2 separate regions of the Mus musculus genome follow, and region 1 is linked to region 2. The links are chromatin contacts, called in public Hi-C maps. All regions are on one chromosome and are shown on one strand. The core of a region is the stretch at or near the end of the contact, and the rest is flanking DNA. Distances in the headings are between cores, read along the strand shown.

Region 1 (7,828 bases), core at 2,113-4,612, 140 kb before region 2:
GTGACAAGAAAGACAGACTTCCAGCATATAGTCACCAAAACAAAGACTTTCAGGAGGCTATTTTTTTTTTTTATTAAATCCCTTCACTAAGCTCTAAAAGTCCAGATAAAAAATATTTACAGTGATACTGGGGATGGAAACTAGGCAGTGCTCTACCCAGCACACAAGAGGTTCAGATTGTGGTAAATCACAGATGGTATAAAATTTACTATGCTAGACATTTTTCAGTGTATGATTTCATGGTATTAAGTTCCTTCGTGCCGTTGGAAACCATCGCTGTCCATCCGCCAGACTCTATGCTGCACAGTTGAAAGTCTGCTCCCACTAAGCACCAACTCCCATCCCCCTCTCCCAGGCCCCAGCTCTGTTGTTCTTTCCATCTCTGCAAATTTGGCAGCCACATAGGCAGACTCATACCGTATCTGCCATCTCATTCGAGGTAAATGTGATAACCACGACACTACAGAAACTGCATAATACTTACCATTTTGTGAGTTGAAATTTTACTTAATGTCCTCAGGATTAATTACTATTGTGGATTATGTCAGCATGTTTTCCCTTTTTTGGTCAAGTGATATCCCTTTGCATCCTGCTCCAATCTCGTTTATCCATCCATCCTTGGGTGTGAATGCTTGAGCTGCCTTCACCTTTGACAGTGAGCAGTGTTCAGTCATGAACAGCTGTGCAATGAACGCTGCACCGTTGCTTCCAGCCCCTGCTTTCGATGCTTGGGAGTGTGTAGTCCACCACACAGGCCACCACACTGCTCTTCACAGCAGCCTCTCCATTCACACTCCCACCAACAGTGAACAAAGATTCGCATCTCTCCACATCCCAGCCTACACTTGCTGTTTCCTGGTTTTATAAAAGCAGGCATTTCTCAGCATCTTAGGTGGTGTTTCATTGTGGCTTTGATTGGTTTTCCTTATTGGCTAGGGTTGCCAGGGATCTCCAAGTGTTTACTGATCCTCCATGTATGGCTCCTGAGATCTGGATTAAAACCCCAAGGCCACATGACAGTGGAATATTCTAGTAGTAGAAAAATGACCTAAAGGGGGAAAATGTTATTTCTTAAATCCACGAGATAGAAAGGAGCTTAGAGGTTACCCAGGGTGGGGGTAAATTAGGAAGTGACTGTTGGCAGTTGTGTAACTATATAATGCTATGACATTTTGATATGTCATAGCATTATATAGTTACACAACTGCGACCATACTTGAAGCTAATGTGTTGTAGCCTTTGAATGAGTGATTTTTAATTTAGTTGCTAGCCAGGCGTGGTTCACATAACTTTGATCCCAACAGTCAGGAGAAAGAGGCAAGTGGATCTCTGCTAGCTTGAGGCTAGCCTGGCCTACATAATGAGTTCCAGGACAGCCCAGACCATGTAATGAGACATGTCTCAGAAGCTAAACAATAAAATCAAATCACTTGTCTATGTCTCCAGAGAACTTTTTACAGAGGCTATCTTTGCAAGACCAGCTAATGCAGGAGCAGTGATAACAGCAAGTGTGGCTGCTGCTCACTGAGCCAGCTGCACCCCTGGAGTGACGGCTACACAATTTGGGTGAATTTATATCTGTTCCCAGAATTTCAGTCCCCCTCCTTTCCCCATTCTCATAAATCCTGATTCTTTTCATCCATTTCGGTTGTAGGAATTGTTCAGTTTCCTCTAATCTAGGAATCATCTTTGCCTCATCTGAGTGTCAATCAAGTCCCCTGGTGTGCTAAAGTGTGGAAAGGTGGATGGGAAGAGTAAGCCAGCGCATCTGAGCTTTGCAGAGGGAGACAGTCCTAGTCAGTGGCGCATCCAGGGGCAGAGTAAGCCGCTGCCTAAACTGTGCCCCACAGGCCCTTCCTTATATGTTGCCTTGCAACAAGAACACCTAAATTGTTCCCAGTCCATTGTCAGTGGCGCCTCCTGTGGGATAGGGATACACTGCTATTAGCCCAGTGACTCAGGTGTGATAGGAGTCTCATTGAAGGGAGGTTTTGAAGTTCTTTGAGTCAAATAAGTTTGGAGAGGTGGTGGGACAGCCCTGAACATAACACCATGGGGAAGATGGGTTCATAGTGAATCTTCATTGGCCAGAAAATGTCACCACCCCCCCCCCCCCCCGGGCTTTTATGGACTCAGACAGTGGGCTTCAGCCTTGTATGGATGTAAGGTACTCTCTTGAGGCTTTATTCTGCATGTCTCCTACTTAGTGGGTTCCTTGGAAAGCCTCGATGTCTGTCTCCTTACCAGCTTCCTCCCTGACACAATAAGAAAGCTGCACAGTTTCAGGTAACAGGTGTTAAGAACATATTTTGGTAGAATTTGGGGTAGAGAGCTGTTAAATTTTTACGTTCTAACAATCTCTCCGTAGGTGTTAGATATTTACCAAAGATGGGATGGGCCCTCTACCCACCCTTCCAGATGAGATGGCTCCAGAGAGAGGAAGTGACCGGCCCAAGACTGTACAGACAGCGAGTAGCTGAGCCAGAGCTCCTGCACGCTCCTAGTGGACTGAGGCCAGCCGCCGTTTCTGTGGCACCCCTGGCTGGAGAGCAGCAAGGGTCCTGGATTCTGCTGTGTGTCCACCCCATGTCCACCTTGCCCCTCCTGTGGCTTTCCTTGGATCAGTTTTCTCTCCTGGTTGGCACACTGCCCTCTCTGCTGCAGCCCCCATCTCCATGCCTGCGCCATCTGGGACTCAGTTTTTGATCACTCTGCCTACCCCCTCTACCATGTTCTGCCGAGTGTGGGCCCACACCAACGCAGACTTGCTAAGCACAGAGAGTTCTCCTTATTCATCTGATTGCTTAGAAAGGAAAAAAAACTTGCTTCTCAGATTCAGAGTCCCAATACTGGAACAGTGGAAAGTTAAAAAAATTATTTCCAAAATCTTCCCCCTTGGCACTCACTAGAGTTCCTCCTGTGACCTCTCTCTGCTGATGCTCATCCTTGGCCTGGATTTACACTGCAGACAAGATCAGAGGTTTGTTACATTTGTTGACTTGTTTTGAGACAGGGTCTCATCTATAGTTCCGGCTCCTCAGACTCATGGCAATCCTCCTGGTCCAGTCTGAGTGCTAGGAATACGGGTTTGAGTCACAACGTCTGGCTTAGAATCAGTGGTTAAAAGAGGTTTATCCCCCTGGTCCCTGCCACCCACAACCTGATCTTGTCCAAGGTCAGGATTCCTAGGAAACTCTCAAATATTGGCGATGCCATCCCAGACACAGAGGAGCTGCTGCCTTCATCCTTTCAAGCTGCGGCTTCTTTTCTCTGCTTCTTCTTGATTCTTACTTCCTCTCTCAAGCCATCTTCTTTATAAAGCAGATTTACTCATCCTGTGGTCAAGCTGATATCACCCACTTGTTACCATGTGCAACGCTTTATCAAAGATGCAGCTGTTTTCTGCATGCAGTGTGGTATAGTACTGTGGCTCACTGCTGCCCCTGGGACTAACTACCTAGGAATGGCTGAAACTAGAGACCAGCCAGAGACGCTGGCTGCTCCAGCATGGGACTCTGTCTCTGGAAATGTGTTGCTGCTTTGTGAGTTTGTGAGACCAGGGAAGTGAGAGGCAACCAGGCATAATTGGGGTCAGAGTTCTTCAACCCACAGCACTAGCCTGGGCTGGTTTTTTTTTTTTTAAATCTGTGATGGTGATTTTTATTGTTTCTGTCAGAGAAGGCTTCCTTTCCTTAGGCCTCTCCCCATCTGGGTTGAGCCTTCCTGCAGCAGTTGAAAGGAACTGAAAAGGGGCCTAGCAAGCAGTCATGAAACAGTGGTCTATAAGCAGTCGGGAACCGCCTATCTCAGCTTGGTCTCTGTCTGTCCATATCCAGTTAATCTGTGGTTCCCCGAACGTTCTCCTGGCCCCAACTTGGTAAATGTGGTTCCATTTTCTTGGGTTTCCCTTCCTCTGACTGCTTTATCAAGCTAAGATCTCCTGTGCTGGGACTTCTGTGCAGTGAGAAGCTGTATTCTTGGGTCTCCATCTGCTCCTGAATTGTCCTCTGCCCCACCTTCATCTAAGCAGTCATGTATGGTGCTACAACTGCATGTTGTACGTCCGTTTCTCACACCAGATTCTAGGCTTTCAAAGGACAGAAGTGTTGCTGTCGCTCTACTGTAGCTCTCATTGTAGCTCTATTGTGGTTGCCTTCTGGGTGAATGGAGCAGCATCTACTATGTGTCCACATTTGCAAAGAGTATGGCTTCCAGCCCTTTTTGTTGGAATAAAATTTTCACAGGGAAATACCTCAACCCAGAGCATGAAGAAGGACTTTATATAAGAGATCATGTGCAAGCTGTGTATTCTGCTGGTTTACCAATGCACTAGCTTCCGGTTGTCACTATAATGAACACCCACAGATTTATTGGTTCAAAACACACTTAGTAGCTTGAAGTTCTGAAGGTTAGAAGTTTGCAGTCACTGTCATGGAGTTAAACCACAGCACGTCTATGCTGTTTGAAGGCCGCAGGGAAGAATCCTTGCCATTTAAGCATCTGGAAGCTGCCTACATCCTTTGGCTTGTGATTGCTTCTTCACGTGGCTCCAACCTTCTGCTGCCGGCTTCACTTCTAGAACTGTGATTTCCTGCATCCCTCTCTCATGACTTTCCTGGGCCTACACGAATAGTAAGGATAATCTCGTTTTTATAATTGTATCTGCAATATCCCTTTTGTCATATAAGGTGACATGTTTGCAGGTTCTGAGGATTAGAGCCTGACTGTCTTACAGAAGGCCGTTGTCCAGTGATTCTTTAGTGTCTTCTCATCTGTTTGTGTTAGTTCTTCATGCTATGAAAGACCTGTGCTGCCCCCTCCCAGAAATCTTCTCAGCCCCCCCCCCCCCCCGCCCCAGCTGGATATTCCCTTTACCTCACTGGATGCTCCCCCCTCCCACACACACACTCCACATCCCTCCAGTTGAATGACCCTCAGCCTTGGTTCCTGCTGCTGCCCTTGACCCTGGGCACCTCTCTGTTTAAACCAAGCATCTCTCTGGATATGCGTATTTCTCTCTCTGTATGAACTCAGGGCCACAGTTCTCTCAGGAGAGTCCCAGGCTGACCTCAGCTTGTCTTCCCTCTTCCACAAGGCTCTCCTTCTCTACACCCTCACTCTCAGGTGGAGGTTCTAGTTTATGGGCCTGCCTACATTTTAAGGACCACTACAGTGCATTTCAGTTCTTTGTTTGCAGTCAAGTCTACAGGGCTGGCTGGTGAGTGAGCCTCTGAACACCAGCTGACTTTAGGCAAACCATCTTACCCCAGGTGTCGGTATGGAGCAGTGTGAAATTCTGTCTACTGTTGGAGCTTCTGTGGCATGTGTGACCTATGTCTCTCCTGGGTACAACACATTGTCAGCTGTTACTTTCTGCTCTCAGTCCCTACCGTGAAACCCATCAGGACCAAGGTCTCCAGTGCAGCATACAGTGTTCTACAGGGTCAAATCAAATGAACATGCCACTGAACTTGATGACCAGACCATTTGCAACCTACGTGCTAATAATTGTCTTTGAACAAGGAAATGGTGTTCGTTGCCCATCATTTTCTGACCGTATCTTCCCTTCCAGTTCTGGACTTTGCTACGCCTCATCCACATTCCCCACCATTCCCTCCACATTCCCCACCACTCCCACTGTGGCTTTCCTCTGGCAATTTGCTTTTTAAATGTGTAGTCATCTATCAATGTATTGATTTATATCAAGAACAAGAACTGCCAGGCTGACTAGATCCTATCTCTTGCGCAGCAGGAAAATCTACCCTGAAGGACAACTTGGCCTGGAAGCAAAGGGTACACACAGATGATCTCCAAGAGAGGATGGAGGTCACTCAGCTCCAGGGTCCAAAAGGGGATGGCTTCGGTCAAAGCAGACAGGCCTCAACCCTGTAGGACCCCTTCTTCATCAAGGAGGGCCTCAGGTAGTGCTGTGTCCTGCTAAGCACCGGAAAACTGTGTGAATGAAGAGACAACAGAGACAGACACAGAAAAGCTAGGATCAGGTAGGTTGTGCTAGCTTTGAGCCCCCCTCCCCCGCCCAAAACCCAGAAAATCTATTATGGACAGCACTGGAGGAGGCATAAACTCCTCTGGATAGGAGGTCTCTCTCTGTAGGGAGCAGTCTCAGCCTGCAATTATTCTGGAGGAGGAAGCTGTAGTTGCTGGGTTTTGTGCAGTTGTTAACATTCACAGGCCACCAGCAAAAGGCTTTGCTGTTTCCATATGTCTGACCAGGGGAAGGCTTGCCTTCTGGGATCCTTGCCACAGCCCTGGTACATGGCTGAGGTCATGTGAACAGTACACATCCACTCAGGATTCCTCCTATCCTTACATACATGCTTAAGACTTCTGCTTCTCACAAGGTAGCTTGATGCCTCTGTAGGACAGAGTGCTCCCTGAGACAGGTGAGCAGATTCGACCAGGGAGCACACCCACATAACCTGGGCTATACGTGTCTCAGTCTCCACCAGCATCCCATTTGTGCTTGCTTGACTTTGATAATCAAATACAGCTGTGCCAAAGGAAGGAAGAGAGGACCCAGTTCCTGCAATGTGGTTTTTCCTTCCTCCCTTCTTCCTTCTGCCTGTCCTTTCTCTCATCCTTTCTTCTGGGGATTATTTTATATGGTTGGATAAGTTTTGATGAATGTAGACATCCATGCTGACCAAGAAAGTCCCTTCCTCCCCACATGCATAGCAACTGAAATGATAAATGAACGAAGAAAACATGTTCTAACCGTGCAATAGAATATTACTCAACCACAAAGAGGGATGCGCTAGCACATAGATAAACCTAGAGAACACCCTAGGTGGAAAGAGGCAGTCACCCACCAAAAGGTGGTCTATTGTATGGAACTCTAGACTAGGCCAACAGAGACAGAAAGTAGATTAGTAGTTTCCCTCTAATTAGAAAAATCACTTGAGTTTCTTCAGCATGAAGTGAGTGCTAAGGGTACTAATTTTTCTGGAATTAAATAGTGGTGATAATTGTATAACTGAATATTCTAAAAACTGCTAGAGAGATGGCTCAATGGTTAAAAGTACATGGTGCTCTTGCAGAGGACCCAGGTTTGATTCTCAGCACCCATATGGTAACTTACAACCATCTGTGACTCCAGTTCCAGGGGATTAAGACACCCTTTTCTGACTCCAGAGATGAGGGCACCAGAGAAGTAAGTGGTATACATACATACATATATGCAAACAAAATACTCATATACATAGAATAAACAAATACAATTGAAAAACCTGCTACATTGTTAATTTATTATTATTATTACTGTTATTATTATTAATTATATTGTTACCACTTTCTCTCTTTCTTTCTTTCTTTCTTTCTTTTTTTTTTTTTTTTTGGTATTTTGGTATTTTGGTATTGTGAGACAGGATTTCTCTGTGTAGTTATGGCTATCCTGGAACACACTCCGTAGACTAGGCTATCCTCGAATTCAGAGATCCACCTACCTCTGCCTCCTGAGTGCTAGGATTAAAGGAGTGTACCACCATCACCCGGCCTCATTGTGCACTCAACTTCATGGTATGTAAAATATATATCAGTATATATCAGTAGGATTGAAAATTTTAACAACTATAGAACATTGTCATTACATAGGAAGTGCTTTCAAGGTTGTAATCCCGACCAATCCCCAGTCCCTGGAGATCCCCACTCTGGCTTCAGTTGGCTGTATCTGCTCTTGAGGTTCAGGTACAGTCCTGTGTGACAGAACAATGTGAATGTTTTAAGAAACACAGCTTTGCCTGGGTGGTGGTAGTGCACGCCTTTAATCCCAGCACTTGGGAGGCAGAAGCAGGCAGATTTCTGAGTTCGA
Region 2 (7,107 bases), core at 520-3,019:
GTGTGCACATGCGTATGTGTCTGTGTATGTGGTATATGCAGATACATACATACATACATATACGAATGTATGTTCTTGTGTGTGCTTGTATGATGCCAGCAGAGGACATTGGTTGTCCTGCTCTGTCACTTTTTACTTCATTCCCTTGAGGCACTATGGGTCTCCCAGCTGTACCTGGAGCACACTGCTTTTTGGCTAGGCTATCTGTCCAGGAATTCCCAGTGACTGGACCTAGTTCCTCATGCTTGTGCAGACACTGGTGTCCTCAGCACCAGAGTCTCCATGTGACCAAAGTCTCCCTGAGCTTGTGCATGACAAGACTGCACGCTGCCTCTGTGTCAGTAGCACAGAAACACCTCTAACTCATCATAGCTGTTGTCATTTTGACAGTGAACTTACTGTCACATGCCTGCTGGCCTTGCTCCACAGTGAGCTGTGGCTCCCAAGGTGTATAGGGAAGGGTATAGTCTAAGTTGGAGGTTCTTGGTAATGATGAAGATGCCAATAGCTGCAGAGGGGCGGGGGGAGATGTACATTCTTGGTAAGTGGAGAAGGTTTCATAGATGTGTCATTCAGCAAAGACTTCAGATTGAGGTTAGGCCATAGAAATTGTCAAAACCAAATTGCCATTGGGGCTGTAGAGAAAGAAGCAAAATACACAGCATTGTACAGCAAAGGCCTCATGCTACATGGGGGCCCCAGACGAAATAGGATGTGGAGACAGGAGAGTGTCTCTCCCAGGGAAGGTAGATTTTTTTCTTTTCTGAAAAATTTGAAATTTCAATTGTTGTAAAATTCTAATCAAGAAAGTCTTCCCAAAAGAGTGTGGCTGAGAAAGAAAGAGACTAGCAAAGAGCCCCGTTATAGAGTTCAGTGATTCGCCCAAGTCTAGGTGCCCCTGGTGCGGCCCAGCTAAGAAGGCCTAGTGAGCAGCTGCCCTTCACCACCGTGTTCTTACTGTCCACCATGCCCCCACTGTCCAGCCTTTTGCCCATGGCACATAGCACTAATCAACCAGTTCCCTCTGAGCTGGCACACAAAACAAAACTGCTTTGAAGCCATGTGTGGTGGCACGTGTCTGTAATCCCAGCACTCAGGGTTCGGAAGCAGGATGATTGTAACTTTAAAGACTGTGTGATGAGTTTGAGGACACCCAGGGCTATATAGTGAGGCCCTGTGTTAAAACGTAATATTTTATTTCAATTGTGTGTGTGTCTGTGCACACTTGTATGGGGGTGTGCATGGAGGCCAAAAAAATGTGTCAGATTCCTCAGAGCTGGAATTGCAGGTATTGTGAGCCTCCTGATATTAGTTTTGGGGTCTGAACTCCTGTCGTCATGATTGAGTGCTCTGTCACTGAGCCATCTCTGCAGCCCTGAGACCATGTCTTAAAAATAAATAAATAAATAAATAAATAAATAAATAAATAAATACTACTTTTGAAATATTCTGACATACTTTACATGAACATCTTCATTTTGCCCTGTAAGACCTTTAAGTAGACTACTCACTTGTGGAAGAACCAGGACCACGATGTCAGGCTGGTGGCACTGTGGCTCTTCTCCAGTCTCGATGTTTAAAAGTGGCCAGTGAAATAATAGCTTTGTACTGTTTCATCCTCCTGTATCAAGATCAGTGGCTTCTAGGGGTTTGATAAAGTTAATGTCTTTCAAACCATAAGGTCAGCCTGTCCCCACTAAGCTGTGTCCTTTCCTAGTCAGTCTCTTGGTTAGTGAAGTGTTCAGTGTGCCCTCTGGAGGAGCAAGCTAGGCACTGCACCAGTACTGGAGCAGGGACTCAGCGCCACCTTCTGAACAGCTCTAGTTAAAACTAGGTATCTCTTGGGCCCATTTCCTTCATTGCTCCACTTGGGGCTCAGAGAGTCACTTTGTGCTTGATCTTGGGTGATATGTGTGCACGTGTGTGTTCATGTGTGTAGTCAGAGGTCAAATACAGGTATCTCCATCAGTTCCTCTCCATCTTGCTGAGACACAGTCAGTCTCTCCTGAACCTGGAGATCCCTTATCTAGATGAGCTGGCCAGCAAGGCCCAGGGACCCAGTGCTGGGATAACAGGTGCTCACAGCCATACCTGGCTTTAAAACATCAACAAAACAAACAAACAATGACACCTATGGGTTCAGGGGATGGGACTAGAGTCCTCATGCTGTGTGTGGAATACTGACTCATAACTCTCTCCATTAGCAAATGTTTGAACTTTAACTCAGTCAATAGCACAAGATGTTTTAAAATTATTTCACTATAGCTGATGTGGTGGTATATGGACACAAACCCAACAGTTGGTAGGTAGAAAGAGGAGAGTCAAAATGGTTCTTTGATATGTAAGTTCAAGACTAACCTGAGTTATGAGATAGCATTTCAAAAAGGAATGATTGCATTAACTTACCAATGGAGCAGTTCTGTCTTGCTGACGTCAGTTTGATAGTGTAAGGACAACACTGGAGATGATCCCTGGGGAAAGTGCTTGCCACACAGCTTGAATTTGATCCCCAGAGCCCACTTAAAAATAGAAGGAGAAAACTAACTCCAGGAAGCTTTCCTCTGACTTCTGTGTGCTCCCCAGCCCAGCACACACACAAACGCACACATGTCACACAAAATTGAAACTTAAAGGATATAAACAGATTTTACATGGGAGGTAGTATTTGTTCACATGTGCTAGTTAATAAATAATAGCTACTTTGGCATGTGTACATCCATCTTTGAAGTGAATATGGATATATTCATAATCTGCGTTATGTCAGATTCCCAAACTATAGAACTCTAGAATCTTTGTGCTTTCATTTAATGCAGTGGTGACCTGTGACCTAAATTTGGATGTGAACTTGGGTCATACTCTTGCCTTTAGGCTGTTTTTAATTTCTCAACAATATCTAGTCTTCCATAATTAATCCTAGTGTTTAATAGTTCTCACTGAGAAGAAATCCTCTTCGCTGGCAATCAGCCATTACTACGCCATCCCTGGGGCTGCTGTGTCCCACTGACAGTAGCAGTGACTGTTCGGAATATGGTGAGTCCCAGGAACCATTAGACTGTGCACATATGCACTCCATTTAATCCTTAAAGCATCTCTCCAAGAAAAGTTTTCACTTCCATCTTACACATGTCAGGGGGTCAGTGTGTAACTGAGCTGAGCCTTCCTCCATGTACACCTGTCTATACTTGTCCTACCTTTGCCTTCCTAGGTAAGCTAATTCCTACAAGCTTGGGATTCTGGGTCTGCCAGGACAGATACCTAGTTTTCAGCCCAGCTGCCCAGCAGAGAGAGCTCATCACCCTCAGGTTAGCATAGTGTCTACTGAGCCACTCGCTTGTCACCATGAGATGTGACCCATATAACACAGAGACAACCTTTTAATCATATAAGTTTAAAGTGTATTTTCAAGGTATATAACCATCATCATGTTACTGCAGAATGTTTTCATGAGCCCTTGAAAGAGAGAGAGAGAGAAAGAGAGAGAGAGAGAGAGAGAGAGAGCTGTCTTCCTCCAGTTAACTGATGTCACAAAACTCCATCAACTGGAGGGTGCCCACAGTAGGAAGTTGTCCCCATGCTGGAGAGATGACTCATATTGTTCTTGCAGAGGACCTGGATTTAATTCCTAGCACTCCAATTGGGTAGATCACAGCTGGCTTCCTCAGGTACCACTCTCATGTGCAGATACCCATATAGAAGCACAGAAACATAATTCAAAATAAATGTAATTCTGGAAAACAAGTTATTGCTTAGTGTTCTGAAAACCAATGCATGTGATATCCAGTGAAGATGTGATGCTGGTTCATAGATACATGGCCTTTTCTCATGGAATGGGAGTGCCAGGGAATTGATTGGCTCCCTTTTATAAGGGCAGTGATCTCTCTCATCAGAGCAGGGCCTTGTTACTTGATTACCTGCTAAAGGCCCTCCCACCTGTCCGCATCACTGTAGGAATCCTGCTGAGAGAGGGACATACAAGTCTGCAGCACAGGCAGTAGCTGTTAGCAGTCACTGTTCCCCTCCCAGCAGCCACCACTCTCTTCTTTCTCTAGAACTACCTTCACAACTTCTCAGATGGAGCATGGAGCTTTTGTATCTGATTTTTATTCTTGTTTGATTTTTGGCAGTGGATATCCCTTGCTGGCTGTACTAAAACTCATTATGTAATTGTGTGAATTGGGCTGGCTTTGAGTTTGTGATAATCCTCCTGACTCTGCCTCTCAAATTCTGGGATTACAGATTCACCACCATGCCTGACTTTTTCAGAAAGCATGGTGGAGGGCATCCAGGTACACAGAGTCCTACAGCACACGTTGGAAGCTGCAGAAGTAGCCCAGGGCCAGACTCAGCTGAACGGCAGTGAATGCAGAACTCATGGCCACTCAGTAAATTGAGAATAAAGGCCCTTAACAAGACACTTATAACACCCTTTGCAAAACTCAGGGAACATGGAAGATGGGGCAGAAGGAATATAAGAGCTTAAAGATAGGGAGAAGGGCAGAAAATGCCATTCATTTAGGTAGGACACAGCTGTTGCAGCTCAGTGCAGCTTGGTTACTAGCACCAGACATGCAGAGTATTGGCCCTGTCAGGAGTCAGTAATGGATAGGGGTGGGGCTCATGGGGCTCCACCCCTCTCTGCTAAGCTTATTGGCTCCCGACAGGTTCTGGAAGAGGCTGAGTTGCATCCATTGCATCTCTACTCATAATCCCTCCAGGTTCTAGTGGGTAATTCCAAACTGATGGTCACACAGATGGTTCTAGATAAAGTCACAAAATAAAACAAAAGGACAGGAGTGTGGGAATGATATTTGTAGGGAGATGGGGGTTAACAGAAGCTGCGAGAGCAGAAGGAGAGAAAAGTTGGGAATAATTAGAATGTACTATATGCACACATGAAATTGTTAAAGAATAAATTTAATTTTTTTTTAAATAAAGAGAGCATAGTATGTCCAGGGTTTGTTGTGTTGTGGCTGAATGACCACGGTCAGCCACACCCATCAGCCAGTGGGCATTTAAGTTTCTTTTCCGCTGTATGCTGCTCTGAGTTCACGCAAGGGTTTTGTTTCCCTTTTCGTCTTACCAGTTTGTTCTCTGATCTCCCTGTACCTGTGTGATTCAATGAGCCTTCCACTTGGTTCCATCATTTCTGTGAGCAGGCAGGTTGTAATATCAGTCCTGAATTGTTTGGATCATGTATCATGGAGGTATTTCCAAGTATATTTCTATGGCCTGTGTTTTCCCTCAGACTTGCCCTTCTTGTGGAATCACATTTGCTCCCAAATCTGAAGCTGGTGCAGAAGGAGGAACTGTGCAAAATGGCTGTCAAGACGAGCCTAAGACCAGCACCAAGGTAACAAGCTCATGGCTGTTGTTCCTGTCAGTACCTCTCCTGGCGCATCCACCTAAGGTGACATTCCTGTCTCATCAACTTCTTAGCTCTGAAAATAACTCCTCTTAGGTAATAGCGTTGCACACCTTCTAGGCTTTGGGGTTGAATAGACCAATACATAAGATGACGGAGGGGCTGGGAGTGCAGCTCAGTAGTGGAGGCGGAGCATGTGCTTTGCATGCTTATGGCCCTGGGTTTGATCCCCAGCATTAAATAACAAAATAACAACAACAACCAGGATGGATGGCTAGAGCCAACTGGTGTAAAGTAGAGCTGGATGAGATTCTTCAGGGGCAGCCAGTTCAGAAGGCTTGGGTTAGAGGGCTGTGGGCTGGGTAGAGTACAGAGGTGCAAAGAGGACCAAGGACCTCCTCCAGGTAAGAGATGCACCTGAGAAAGGCTCCTGAGGCAGAGCTGACAGCCTGGGGGCTGCCTGGAGCCAAGGCTTTGAGACCAGGGCAGGACTGGAGTAGGGTAGAGCCTGAACAAAGAGCTTCCTCAGGAGCCCCTGACTGTCATTCTGCACCTCCCAGTATCTCAGGGGACTCAGATGGGTGCCTCTCGTAGCCAGAGGCACCTCCATCCAGAAGCTTGGGTTTTCCTTCCCTGCAACTGTCCTTGAGCCTCGTCTACCTTCCCTGTTGCCCCCTTCTGTGTTCAGCTCATCTTCTTCACTTCATGGCTGTTCTACAACTTTCTTCTGGCTGCCATACACCCAGACATGCCCTGTCCCAAAGCAGAGCCTTGGGGGAAGCAGGGCTGGGAGAGAAGTGGGATGTGGGGTGGGAATTGACTCCCAGGACTCAGTGTGGAGGCCCCAGCATGCTGGGGGATGGGTGTGGAGTGGGGTGAGCTCCTGGCGACCACTTCACCCCCTGTGCTCCTTCCTCTGTCTTGAGGCAGGCTTCTGGAGGACCCAACTCCAAAACCCAGAATGGACTTCTGAGCCCTCCTGCAGAGGAGAAGCTCACTAACAGCCAGACCTCCCTCTGTGAGATCCTGCAAGAGAAGGGACGGTGGGCAGGGGTGAGCTTGGACCAGTCAGCCCTCCTCCCGCTCAGGTTCAAGAACATCCGTGAGAAAACTGATGCCCACTTTGTTGATGTCATCAAAGAAGACAGGTAAGGCGCCATATCCTGAGATGGTGGCAGAGTCCACAGGTTCCCTGAGCCGCCTCATCAGTGTGATGTGTCTGCTGTCTGTCTGCTGTCATTATATTATTTTATTTGTGTTATGGGGTAACTTGAAATTCACTATATACTGCCTGATATACCCACTTTTAGCATTTAATTTATTTTCTTTGTCATTATTTTTCTTTCATGTTTGTGTCCCTACATGTGACTGTAATATACATTGGAAGTCAGAAGACAGCTTTTAAGACCCTATTCAAGATCAAGCACAGATTGTCAATCTGTGACAAATGCTGAGCCTGCCCCATTTTTAAGAAACTGATTGTTTGAGTACCATACGAAGAAATGGGTTTTGCGATATTTTATCAGTATAGTCTGTTCTTAATTTATCATCCCCCAATGGTTTTGAAACAGTGCTTGACTCAGGGTCTCACTATATAGTCCTGGAGGGCCTAGAACTTTCTATGTAGCTCAGTGTAGCCTTGAACTTGACACAGTCGTGCTCTGGCAGATGTAGGTGCCACCAGACCCAGTATATATTTATTTTAACATTCATTTCTACCCCCCCATGCCCTTCTCCCACTACCC

Evidence for each region. Hi-C and Micro-C count contacts between places; a contact is called where the count stands out from the background.
Region 1: a contact with region 2 is called in a Hi-C map of bone marrow-derived macrophages, with 24 read pairs. The contact joins two enhancer-like sites. A contact is called at or near these places in 7 of 15 datasets of contacts at CTCF or cohesin (CD8 T cells, the NIH/3T3 cell line, embryonic stem cells and 2 more), 46 of 484 Hi-C or Micro-C datasets (the 63-12 cell line, B cells, CD4 T cells and 25 more), 7 of 115 datasets of contacts at active chromatin or transcription factors (the HPC-7 cell line, embryonic stem cells, extraembryonic endoderm stem cells and 4 more) and 1 of 9 other capture datasets (bone marrow-derived macrophages).

Annotation. Positions count from the first base shown.
Region 1 is chr16:4,451,460-4,459,287 of GRCm38.p6, reverse strand. No RefSeq gene overlaps it. Among named protein-coding and RNA genes, the nearest start is that of Adcy9, 35 kb to the right of the region's middle. Within about 2 kb of position 3,362, at least 31 of the 459 cell types and tissues checked have an H3K27ac peak or open chromatin away from gene starts, as enhancers often do. A contact at or near this core is called in bone marrow-derived macrophages, where this site is marked.
Region 2 is chr16:4,310,928-4,318,034 of GRCm38.p6, reverse strand. It overlaps Adcy9 (adenylate cyclase 9), which reads left to right. Exons shown (of 11, transcript NM_009624.3): 4 at 5,246-5,350; 5 at 6,293-6,510. Among named protein-coding and RNA genes, the nearest start is that of Gm36359, 30 kb to the right of the region's middle. Within about 2 kb of position 1,769, at least 14 of the 459 cell types and tissues checked have an H3K27ac peak or open chromatin away from gene starts, as enhancers often do. A contact at or near this core is called in bone marrow-derived macrophages, where this site is marked.